2 separate regions of the Neogale vison genome follow, and region 1 is linked to region 2. The links are chromatin contacts, called in public Hi-C maps. All regions are on one chromosome and are shown on one strand. Each heading gives the region's core, a stretch centred on a gene start, on an enhancer-like site or on the middle of the called end of the contact. The rest is flanking DNA. Distances are from core to core; before and after follow the strand shown. Region 1 holds the start of CCND3 (G1/S-specific cyclin-D3). Region 2 holds the start of FRS3 (fibroblast growth factor receptor substrate 3).

Evidence for each region. Hi-C and Micro-C count contacts between places; a contact is called where the count stands out from the background.
Region 1: a Hi-C map of fibroblasts shows a contact between it and region 2, with 8 times the contacts expected there. The contact joins the promoter of CCND3 here to the promoter of FRS3 in region 2. A contact is called at or near these places in 2 of 3 Hi-C or Micro-C datasets (fibroblasts and muscle).

The regions. Positions count from the first base shown.
Region 1 is chr1:88,696,378-88,701,116 of ASM_NN_V1, forward strand. It overlaps CCND3 (G1/S-specific cyclin-D3), which reads right to left and starts at 1,306. Exons shown (of 5, transcript XM_044250730.1): 1 at 1,288-1,306. TAF8 (transcription initiation factor TFIID subunit 8) reads left to right here and starts at 1,460. Exons shown (of 9, transcript XM_044250737.1): 1 at 1,460-1,511; 2 at 2,314-2,470. The coding sequence starts at 1,467.
Region 2 is chr1:88,475,614-88,480,662 of ASM_NN_V1, forward strand. It overlaps FRS3 (fibroblast growth factor receptor substrate 3), which reads right to left and starts at 1,413. Exons shown (of 7, transcript XM_044250714.1): 1 at 1,381-1,413. PRICKLE4 (prickle-like protein 4) reads left to right here. Exons shown (of 8, transcript XM_044250718.1): 6 at 258-461; 7 at 1,019-1,223; 8 at 1,683-2,100. The coding sequence ends at 2,056. TOMM6 (mitochondrial import receptor subunit TOM6 homolog) reads left to right here and starts at 2,590. Exons shown (of 3, transcript XM_044250720.1): 1 at 2,590-2,797; 2 at 3,318-3,422; 3 at 3,650-3,976. The coding sequence starts at 2,670. The coding sequence ends at 3,414. USP49 (ubiquitin carboxyl-terminal hydrolase 49) reads right to left here. Exons shown (of 7, transcript XM_044250723.1): 7 at 4,664-5,049.

The DNA.
Region 1 (4,739 bases), core at 56-2,555, 220 kb after region 2:
AGCGAAGGGGGGAGAGGCTGACACCGCATCTATCTAGGCTTCTTCAGCCATCAAGCCTACCTCCATAGTAGGTGAGCCCCCCGGAGCACGGATCGTGGCCTCATTCTCCCGTCGCCTCTGACTTCTGTCTTTGGGGAGGTAGGGGGTCGCCACCTCCAGCCGTGGGGAGGGGCGTGCACTGCTGCGTCAGGCGACCCAGCAGAAAGAGTCTCCACCCCCGCAGGCGCCGAGTGTTTACAAAGTCCGCGCCGCGCCGCGGATCCCGAGTTTAAAGCTGGGCAGGAAGTGGGGAAGAGGGGGCGGGGGAGACAAAGGGGCTGGGTGCTCGGCTCCACTGAAGTTTAAAGGGCCTGACTCCTCCCCCGGCCGCCCGCGGCTCGCCCTGCAGCCCCCGACCCTAGTGCCCTCGGTGAGGGGGCGGGGAACGCCCCCAGGCTCAGGTGCGCCTGCGGGGCGGGTGCGGCGCGGGTTGCCAGGCCTCTGCGCGTTCGCCAGTCATTCACGCGTCGCGCAGGAAATAAACAACTTCAGGTGCTGTTTCTTGACCGCTTACTACGCGTCTGGCACTGTGCCAGACCCTTTGTGTGTATTAGCTTATTTTCTTCTTTATCAGTCCCACCCCAGTTTCATACCCCCCAACACGCACAAGTAAACTGAGGCACAGTGTGGTTAAGGAATGCACCCGAAGTCCCACAGCCTGCGAGCGCTATGATTCAAAGCCAGCGTCTGCACCCTCCCAGGCACCCGCAAACGGAACCGAACGAGGAGCGGTGCGGCCCCCGGTGCCTGCACGGAGAATCCCGTCCCGGAGTGGTTGATGAGCGACGGAGACGCTTAAAAACACAAGCCCCGCGCCTACGCCGCGCCCTGGGAGTGAGGCGGGCACGGGACAGCTTCCTGACGCCCACACCTCCAGCCTCGCCCCGCAAATACCCGCGGCCTGAGGGCAAGAAGGCAGAGGAAGACCTGGGCTAGCAGGTCGGTAGGCTCCAGTTCCGAGCGGACCACTGGCGGGCTGCGGGGTTGTCAGCACGAAATAAGACTTCTCCAAATTTCCATGTCAGGAGACTCACTTGGAGAGCTTCCCAGTACGAATTTCCAGGCCCCTTCCCCACTGAGTGAGTCATTGGCACCGGGCGGGACACAGCCAGGTGCTGCTAACACCAACCAAGTTTGGAGCGTTCCAAGGATGTGCTCTGAGAAACGATTTCATCTAGGAATAGGTGTGATGCTGCGGGCGCATCTTCCTAGCCAATTCCGACGCTCACTAGGGCCCCAAGAACCTACCACGCACTGAAGGTCACGTGAGCCGGGATCCTGAGACATACACACCACCCACCCACTTGGGCTTAGGAAAGCTTGTAGGGGTGCACGCCGCCCCGCCTCCTCCCCGCCCCCGCCCCTCCCCGTTCGGCGACTACAAGTCCCATACTGCTCTGCGCCCGCACACATTACGCCAGAGCAAGATGGCCGACACGGCGGCCACTGCCGGGGCCGGTGGCTCCGGAACGGTAAGGGCGGGAGGCGCGGGGCCGAGGCGAGAGAGTCTGGGCATTTTGTAATTTCCCCCTAATGTGGGCAACAATCCCATAGCCAGAAATCCAGCCCCACAATGAGCTCCAAGTGGAGGAGCGTCTTTCAGGCCTTACAAGCCCCCCTCCTGGGGACTTGGCTACGGCCTCCGGAGTTGGTGGACCTGTGTAGTGATTGGCTCCTTCCCTGTTGGGGGTTGGGAACCCGGAACACCTCCTGATTGGTCCGAAGAGGCTGGCTTCGCCTTCTTATTGGCCAGCCGAAGTTGGGGGGATTCCGGTTTCAAAATATTTAGCTTTCCTACTTTCCTGAGCGGCTGTCCTTTGCCTTTCTCTCCTCAGCGTCGTGTGGTGGTGTTTAATTTTTCCTGTTAGTGAAGTGGTGTGGAGATGGGAGGAACAAGAGAGAGAGCATTGTTTTCTGGGAGAAGGCATGAATTCAATCCCATCATGCATGTTTTTTCAGCTATATATTTTGATAATCTGCTAAAATAGAAAGTAAAAAGTAGACATTTTGTGTTTTTGGAATTTTAAGTTTTAGGTAGCTCCTTGGTATTTAGAGCACCTTGGGTACTCGATTATTATTACTCTGCTGGCCAGGGTTTGTAAGTCTAAACACCAGGGGCATTTTTAAATTTTATTTTAGTAAGCACTGATAAATATTTAGCGAAAGAACCTTTGCTTGCCATTGATGATATGGGAATTATTTGATTGCAACCTTGTCTTACGGGCGAAAATCGTTTTGTTGTTGTTTTTTTTTTAATGGGGTGCTGATTGGCAGAGATCAGGAAGTAAACAATCCACTAACCCTGCTGACAACTACCATCTGGCCCGGAGGCGAACCCTTCAGGTGGTTGTGAGCTCCTTGTTGACAGAGGCAGGGTTCGAGAGTGCTGAGAAAGCATCCGTGGAAACATTGACAGAGATGCTGCAGAGCTGTAAGTACCAGGAAACAACAGACTGCCTTCTTGGAGTCAACCAAAATCTGTTCGGTGTTCTGCAATCTGATAGTGTTAGCGAGGATCTAGGAAAAAGAAGAATGTAGTTAAGTGACTTACAGGCTTTGGAATCAGTGGGATATGGGTGTAAGTCATCGCTCTGCCACTTCCCAGCTTGAGAAAGTCACTAAATCTCCTGAACTTCAATTTCCTTATTTGTGAAGTAGGATAATAATTTGTATTTCACGGAGTTGTGAGGTTAAGTGAGGTGTGTATGTAAAGCATTTGATGTTAGGAACATTGTAATCTCCTGAGGATTTGTAGGTGCTGTTGTTGCTGCTTGTTCTCTGTACTCAAAGTAGAGTTTTGTTGCAGAGTCACAATGAATTCCCATGAATAGATGCTATACATCGGATAATCAAATAGTATCATATGCGATACAAAGAGGGAGGGCAAATAAAGTTCACAGAATGGAAAACAACTTGAAATGGGTTGAGGTATAGGAGCCTGGAATGGTCTCACATAGGCTTTTCTGCTTGTGCATTATATTTCCTTGCTTGGGTTTTATTGGGGTGGGTGGTGGAAGGTAGGATGGGATGAGAGATGGGGTTACTTAAGTTGTCTCATGAGGGATCAACACTTACAAATGAAAGTGAGAAAAAGGTTTAGGCAGAGGGAGAAGTTAACTGCAATGCAGGCCAAATAAAGAATTAGCTAACCCAGTGGGGAGCTCTGGAGCAGTCGTTGCCTTTCAGAGTACGCCTCATCAGGCTGAAAAGGCCCTGCCTTTGTACTCAGTTCTCCATCAGGCACTCGATGTGGGCTGCCCCAGGAAGGACGTGGTCTGAGGTGAGATGACTCTCTGCAGCTGATGTTCGCACATTTATTTATTTATTTACAGATTTTATTTATTGGACACAGAGAGAGAGAGAGAGAGCATAAGTAGGCAGAGAGGCAGGCGGGGCGGGGGTGGGGAGAAGCAGGCTCCCTGCTGAGCAGAGAGCCCAAAGTGGGACTCGGTCCCAGGACCCTGAGATCATGACCTGAGCTAAAGGCAGAGGCTTAACCCACTGAGCCACCCAGGCGCCCCTGTTCAGAACTTTTAAATACCAAATGTTTTTCTAAAGCAGTGCTCTCAGATGTTTGGGTCTTATAACCTATTTAGACTCCTAAATATTTAAAAAATTTAAAAAAAAAAGCATCTTAAATATTGAGGGTCCTGAGAAGTTGTTCTGTCTACATGGGCTTTATATAGAGTAATTTTTGCCACATTAGGAAATAAAATTGAGAAAAATTTTAAACATAAACATATACAAGCCCACATTTCATTGTTCCATCAGAGCCATGATATCATCATAGACCACGTAGCCTCTGGAAGACTCCAGGAGAAAATGAGAGTAAAAAAAATCAATGTCTTCATTTCATTATAAACATGGTTTTGGCTTGTGGACTTTGGAAAGGATTTCAGGGCTGCCTGGGGATTCCCAGACCATACTTTGAGAACTTCTGTCCTAAAAGAATGGACAAATAGTTCCCAGCAGAGAAGAATTCAGTTCTTGGAAGGATGTTGGAATTCAGAGTTTAAAGGTCCTCATGGTTGAGGCAGCTCTTTCTGACATCACTGACCAAGAGGGCCTTCTTTCCGAAGAAATAGTTGCCACTGAGGGGGGATGGAGCTGAAATAGTGGCGCTGGAAAGCTGTGAATATTGAAACTGAAAGGCTTGAAAACAGTCTGTCGCTTTGTTCCAAGGAATACCAAGGATGGATAGCTTAAGCTGGGGTCTTCTGAGACTTGAGCATTTCCATGTTGTCAGGAGCTCTGGATATCGAAGTTTCAGCATTTGCGTTAGTTGTCAGGCAGTTTTTGTGTTTGTTGTCTACAGTCACTTAGTTTCTAGGGACTCCTGTCTTAGACTGTGTTCAGAGCCAAGTCTCTGAATATTATTTTCTACATTTCTTTTACATATCCTTTGAAATCCTAGGATCTGCTAAAAAAAAGGAGAGAGAGAAAGGCCAAATGGGTATAGGTATTTTATTTATTTTAAAGACTTTATTTATTTATTTGACAGACAGAGATCACAAGCAGGCGGAGAGGCAGGCAGAGAGAGAGGAGGAAGCAGGCTCCCTGCCAAGCAGAGAGCCTGATGCGGGGCTCGATTTCAGGACCCTACGATTATGACCTGAGCCGGAGGCAGAGGCTTTAACCCACTGAGCCACCCACGTGCCCCAGGTATAGGTATTTTAAATGCTACCTGGCTTGTTTCTAAG
Region 2 (5,049 bases), core at 163-2,662:
CATTCCCCTTTGCCTTCACACTTCAGCAGAAGGGGTGAGCTCCAGGGACTCAGGTGGGGTAAAGGGGTTGGGGACTGACAGTTTGGCACACTTGAAAAAGAGAAGCCAAGTTTAGGGGTTCTTGGTGGGCCTGCAGTGGAGGTGGGCTGCCAGGGGTCTAGGGAGAACAGTTGGATTGGGGTTGGGATGGAAGAGCCCGGAGGGAAGCCAGGAGCATGCTGGGGCCTCTGCCCAGCCCAGCACACCCCGACTGGCAGTGCAGGGAGCGGCTGAGGCCCGGGGAGTATGGAGTGTTCGCAGCCCCGGCAGGAGAGCGGCGCAGCTGGCACCTGGCTTGCTTTGCCTGCCAGGCCTGTGGCCAGGCCCTGATAAACCTCATCTACTTCTACCATGACGGGCATCTCTACTGTGGCCGTCATCACGCAGAGCTGCTGCGACCGCGCTGCCCGGCTTGTGACCAGGTACAGCCGTAAAAGGGTTGCTTGGAGGGGGCTGCCCAGGGTCCAACGTGGCAGGATATAAGGGGACAACTCTGCCAGTACCGTGGAGTGAAGAACTCATAACCAGCCTGGGACCTTTTGTTCCCTGTTGCTCTGGGGATGGGGACCTGTTGCCTTGTGCCCTCCCCCACTGCAAGCAGAGTCCCCCAGCTTTTCTTGGACTGAGAGAATTTCTCTGGAGCAGGGACTGTTGGGCAGATATTGGTTGGTCTCAGTTTGCCGGGTGCCCAGTGCTGTGCCCTATCAGGAGAGGACCTGCCATAATGTCAGCATAAGAGGCCGGTGGAACCCTGGGTTGGGAGTCCAGGCAACTGGGGTCGCACTTTTTCAGGCTATGCCACCTGCTAGCGGGATCCTAGCTAGGCCAATCAGCCCTCCCTGCAGCCGAGAGTGGTTGAGTAGATCAAATGGGATGTCTGTAGACGTGCTTTAGCGTTAACTGGGTGTAAGGCGTGGTTATTGGGTGAATGAATGAGTGAATGAATGAATGAATGAGCTGTTCTCCCTGCCTCTCCCAGCTGATCTTCTCCCAGCGCTGCACTGAGGCAGAGGGACGGCGCTGGCACGAAAACCACTTCTGCTGCCAGGACTGCGCTGGGCCCTTGGGCGGGGGACGTTATGCTTTGCCGGGGGGCGGCCCTTGCTGCCCCAGCTGCTTTGAGAATCGCTATTCGGATGCCGGCTGGAGCCAGGCCCTTGCACGGGAAGGGAGGGCCTTGCTAGGTAAGGGAGAAGGTGCAGATCAAAGGGGAATGGGGCAGCGGCTTGGGCTGGGCTGAGGAGGGGATTCTCCCGGGCTGGGACCCTCGCCCCGGTCCCACGCCGTCCCGTCCCCCCACCGCACCCCCCAGACCCGAGCCTTGGGGCCCGCAGCTCTCACCGCGCGTCCCTGGTCGGAGCGCTCCAAGGGCCTCCCGAACCCATCCCTCGCCACCGTTGGGGATGCGGCGCGGGACTAGCTCCCGGACTGGGGACGCGGCCGCCCTCTGGTGGGCGGCGGCGGGGAGGGGCGGAGGAGCCCGGGAGAGGTGTCGCAGCCGCGGCGGCGGCGCGCAACGGCTCGGGGGCGGGGCGGGAGGCCGGACCCCAGCTGGAACGGGCTTCTGGGGCCCGCCCCGCTCGGATCCGGGATAGGGAGACTCCCGGCTCTGAGATGGGCATTACGGACCCGGCCCGGAACAGGGGAGGCGAGACTCGGTAGAGTTGAAGAGGGAGACTGCGCCCCGCTGGACGCCGCTACCATCTCCCGGGCAGCCCTCCCCGCCGCTGCCTCCCGCTCCAGTCCGGCAACCCAGAGGGGGCTGCTTCGATCCAGTCCGGAACAGGAGGGTCGAGCTGGGGACGAGGCGGAGGCACCCAAAGGGCGGGAGCGGGGCCGCCTGGAGACGCCCCTCGATGCCAAGCAGGACGCCCCCTGTCCCACCTGCTCCTCTTCTTCTGACTCGGAACCAGAAGGCTTTTTCTTAGGCCAGCGCCTTCCCGGTCCCTGGAAGACCCCCGGAAGCCTCCAGGCTGGGGACAGCGACAACTCCAGGAAGCACTGCATCATCTGCTAGTGGCGCAGCCCGGAGAAGGGGGAGGGGATATGATGTTAGGTGGGAGAGCGAGATTTTTCTCCTATAGAAATCCTAGACTGAACGAAATCTGGGGCACGCCTGGGAGAGGCGGCCGGATCACAAACTTGGAGTGCTCGCTCTTAAGCCTGCGCAATCTATGACTTCTGACGGAGACGTTCTTGGGGAACCCCACCTCCCAAAGCTTCACATCCCCTGCGGAACTAACCCCTATGCCCACCCCTCCGCCCCCCCCTCCCCGGCACAGTCCCATCCTCAGCATCTTTCTGAGCCAATGAAGTGATCACTCAGAGACCACGTGTGGCGGTGCCCAGGTTGTCCAGCCCAAGGCCTAGAGGGAGCCGGAGGTGGGACGCCATCCGGCGACAGTAGTGCGGGATCGCGCTCCCCTTCTCGCTGAGGTCGTGGAGGCGCAGCCCGGGAGTTGTCCCTCTCCCCTAGGGGCTGTCCCTCTCCCCCAGGAGCCAAACCCAGCTGGAGCAGTGGCGCCCCCTGCCGCCAGTCGTCGGCGGAAGTGCAAGGCCGGAAGTTGCGTGCGCCCCCGGCGCCCACACGGTGCGTCGGGAGAGGCCTTGCGGAGCTCCAGCGTGCCGCTATGGCTTCCAGTGGGGTTGGCGTGAGCGCTGCTGGCGCGACAAATGAAGCACCCGAAATCCCGGACAACGTGGGAGATTGGCTCCGGGGCGTCTACCGCTTCGCCACCGACAGGAACGACTTCCGGAGGTAACCGAGACCCCGGGAACTTGTCTCTTTCTGGTCCTCCGAGCCCCCTGCTTACCTCCTCTACTTGCTGTCTTCGCCCAGGCTGGCCCCTCTGCGTTGCCAGCGTCTTGGCCTCTTAGTGGCTCTGGCTGCGCTTTGGAGAGGCCCTTGACTGGTAGAGTTCCTATGCAGCAGAACCGATTTTTTGAGTTTCTGGACTATGTCTGGAGAATCTCACCCTGTCCTGGGGGACTCGGGGAAAAAGAGGCGCCAACACAAACAGACTTTAAAGCCCTGGGCGAGTGCTTAATTGGCCTTTGCATTTGATTCTGCTCTTATTAGAGACAGAAACGAGCTCTTAGGTAACCGTGTAGGTCTTGGGCAACCTCACTGTTGTAAAGCCCTGCGGTCCTGCGATTCTAGAATAGTGTTTTTCCTTTGATAGTTTTTTCCAGGTGATGGTCTTTTCCCCCAGTATCTTTCGTTAATTAAAGACAAGTGGTTCAGTGACCACAGGGTTAATGAAGTGTCCTTTCCCCAGGAACTTGATCCTCAATTTGGGACTTTTTGCTGCGGGCGTTTGGCTGGCCAGGAATTTGAGTGACATTGACCTAATGGCACCTCAGCCTGGAGTGTAGCCAAATAGGTAAGCACTTAACTACTGCTCTGCGTGTCTCGGAGCTTTAGAGGCTGAACCAATAATTTTTACCATGTATGCACAAAATACAGAAAAGAGACTTGACAAAAGTCCTTTGACTAGCCCTAGTTAAATGTGTTACAGATGTTGCAAGAAATTTTGAGTCTCTTAATAATTTTCTTCCAGTACTTTTTTGTATTTCTAATGCCACGTGTTGTCCTGTGGTCTGATTGCAGACACATGGAAGCCCCCGTGCTGTATTTGAACCTTCCAAAAACAGAGCCTCCAATCTTTGACTGTCACAAGACTTGCCCTGATGGAAGTTGAAGTTTCATACAGAGGGGCACCTTTCCTGCCCGACTGATTTCCTTTTCTCCGTTGAGCCCGCTCAGAACTCCGTTCTCTGGTCAGCAGTCAGGTTTCAGCCAAAGTGTTGTCCTCTGTTCTGTAAAGTTCTGTACATAGTTCCCAAGTTTCTGCAGGGGGTGATCTTTGTGCTTGTCCTGAGGAATAACCTAATGGTATTTTAACAGATATTTGGAATAAAGACTGCACACAAAGAATCATTTTATTCTTTTAATAAGAAACTTCAGCTTACAAAAACAAGGTGTAAAAAGTCAAGATTTACAAAAATCATAAAAACATGATTTATAGTTCACACTCAAGAGACAGGAACAAGCCCCAAACAGATTGTAACAGAGGTGGTTTGCTTTAAAAGGGGGGGAAAAAAAAAAGAAAAGAAAACTGTAGCCACTGTACATTGATGTCAACATAAGGTGAAACTTATTTTGGAGGAATTTCCACTTTTTTGAGCAGAACTATGGGAAGAAGCCATTTGGTGTTGCATAGCATTTTAGTGCACCAGGTGGGTTTTCCAGGCACCAGAGGGCATTGTTGCTGTCATCAAGTGGGATTTGTTGATGGAAAGAGGGCAGTGATGTGCAATGGAGGCAAAGTGTAAGCAAGCCTGGGCAGTGGGCACGGAAGTGTCACTGCCTGAGGAAGCTGCTTTCTTCACAAGGAAATAGAGGTTTTCTTACCCTAAATTCACGATAGTGTCAATGTCCAAGAGTTGGGAGTTCTTTGGAAATGGAACATATGGAAAAGACTCATGTAGGCTCAGGTAGATGTGGAGATGGTAGGCAATTTTATTCCCAGTTAATTTATTCTAAGCATTTAAAAATTTTTGTTTTAAAATTTATTTAACCTCTCTACACCTAACATGGGGCTCAAACTCATGACCTGGGTATCAAGAGTCGCATGCTCTTCTGACTGAGTCAGCCAGGTACCCCATCTACTAGTCATTTTTTAAAATCCTGCTTTTCCATGCCAGGTCTCCTATGGAACTGGTATGGGATTAAAGGACATGAATTGGAAAAGAGGGGGATCAGTATGAATACACCACAGTGGCCTAATTATTAGAACTGACAGATGTCTTACCGATCTGTTCACAAAAGGTAAATAGGACAAAACAGTCCTTTTTGACCCTACCTGTGTAAATCTCATTAAGAAATCTGTTTGAGAATGATATTGTGTATGTGTATTTTACAAAGCACCATTCCCTTGCGGTAATCAGGCAGGTCCTATCTGTTAGGGAGGAGTGTGAGTGTGTGTGAATTCAGGCCTGAGACGGCTT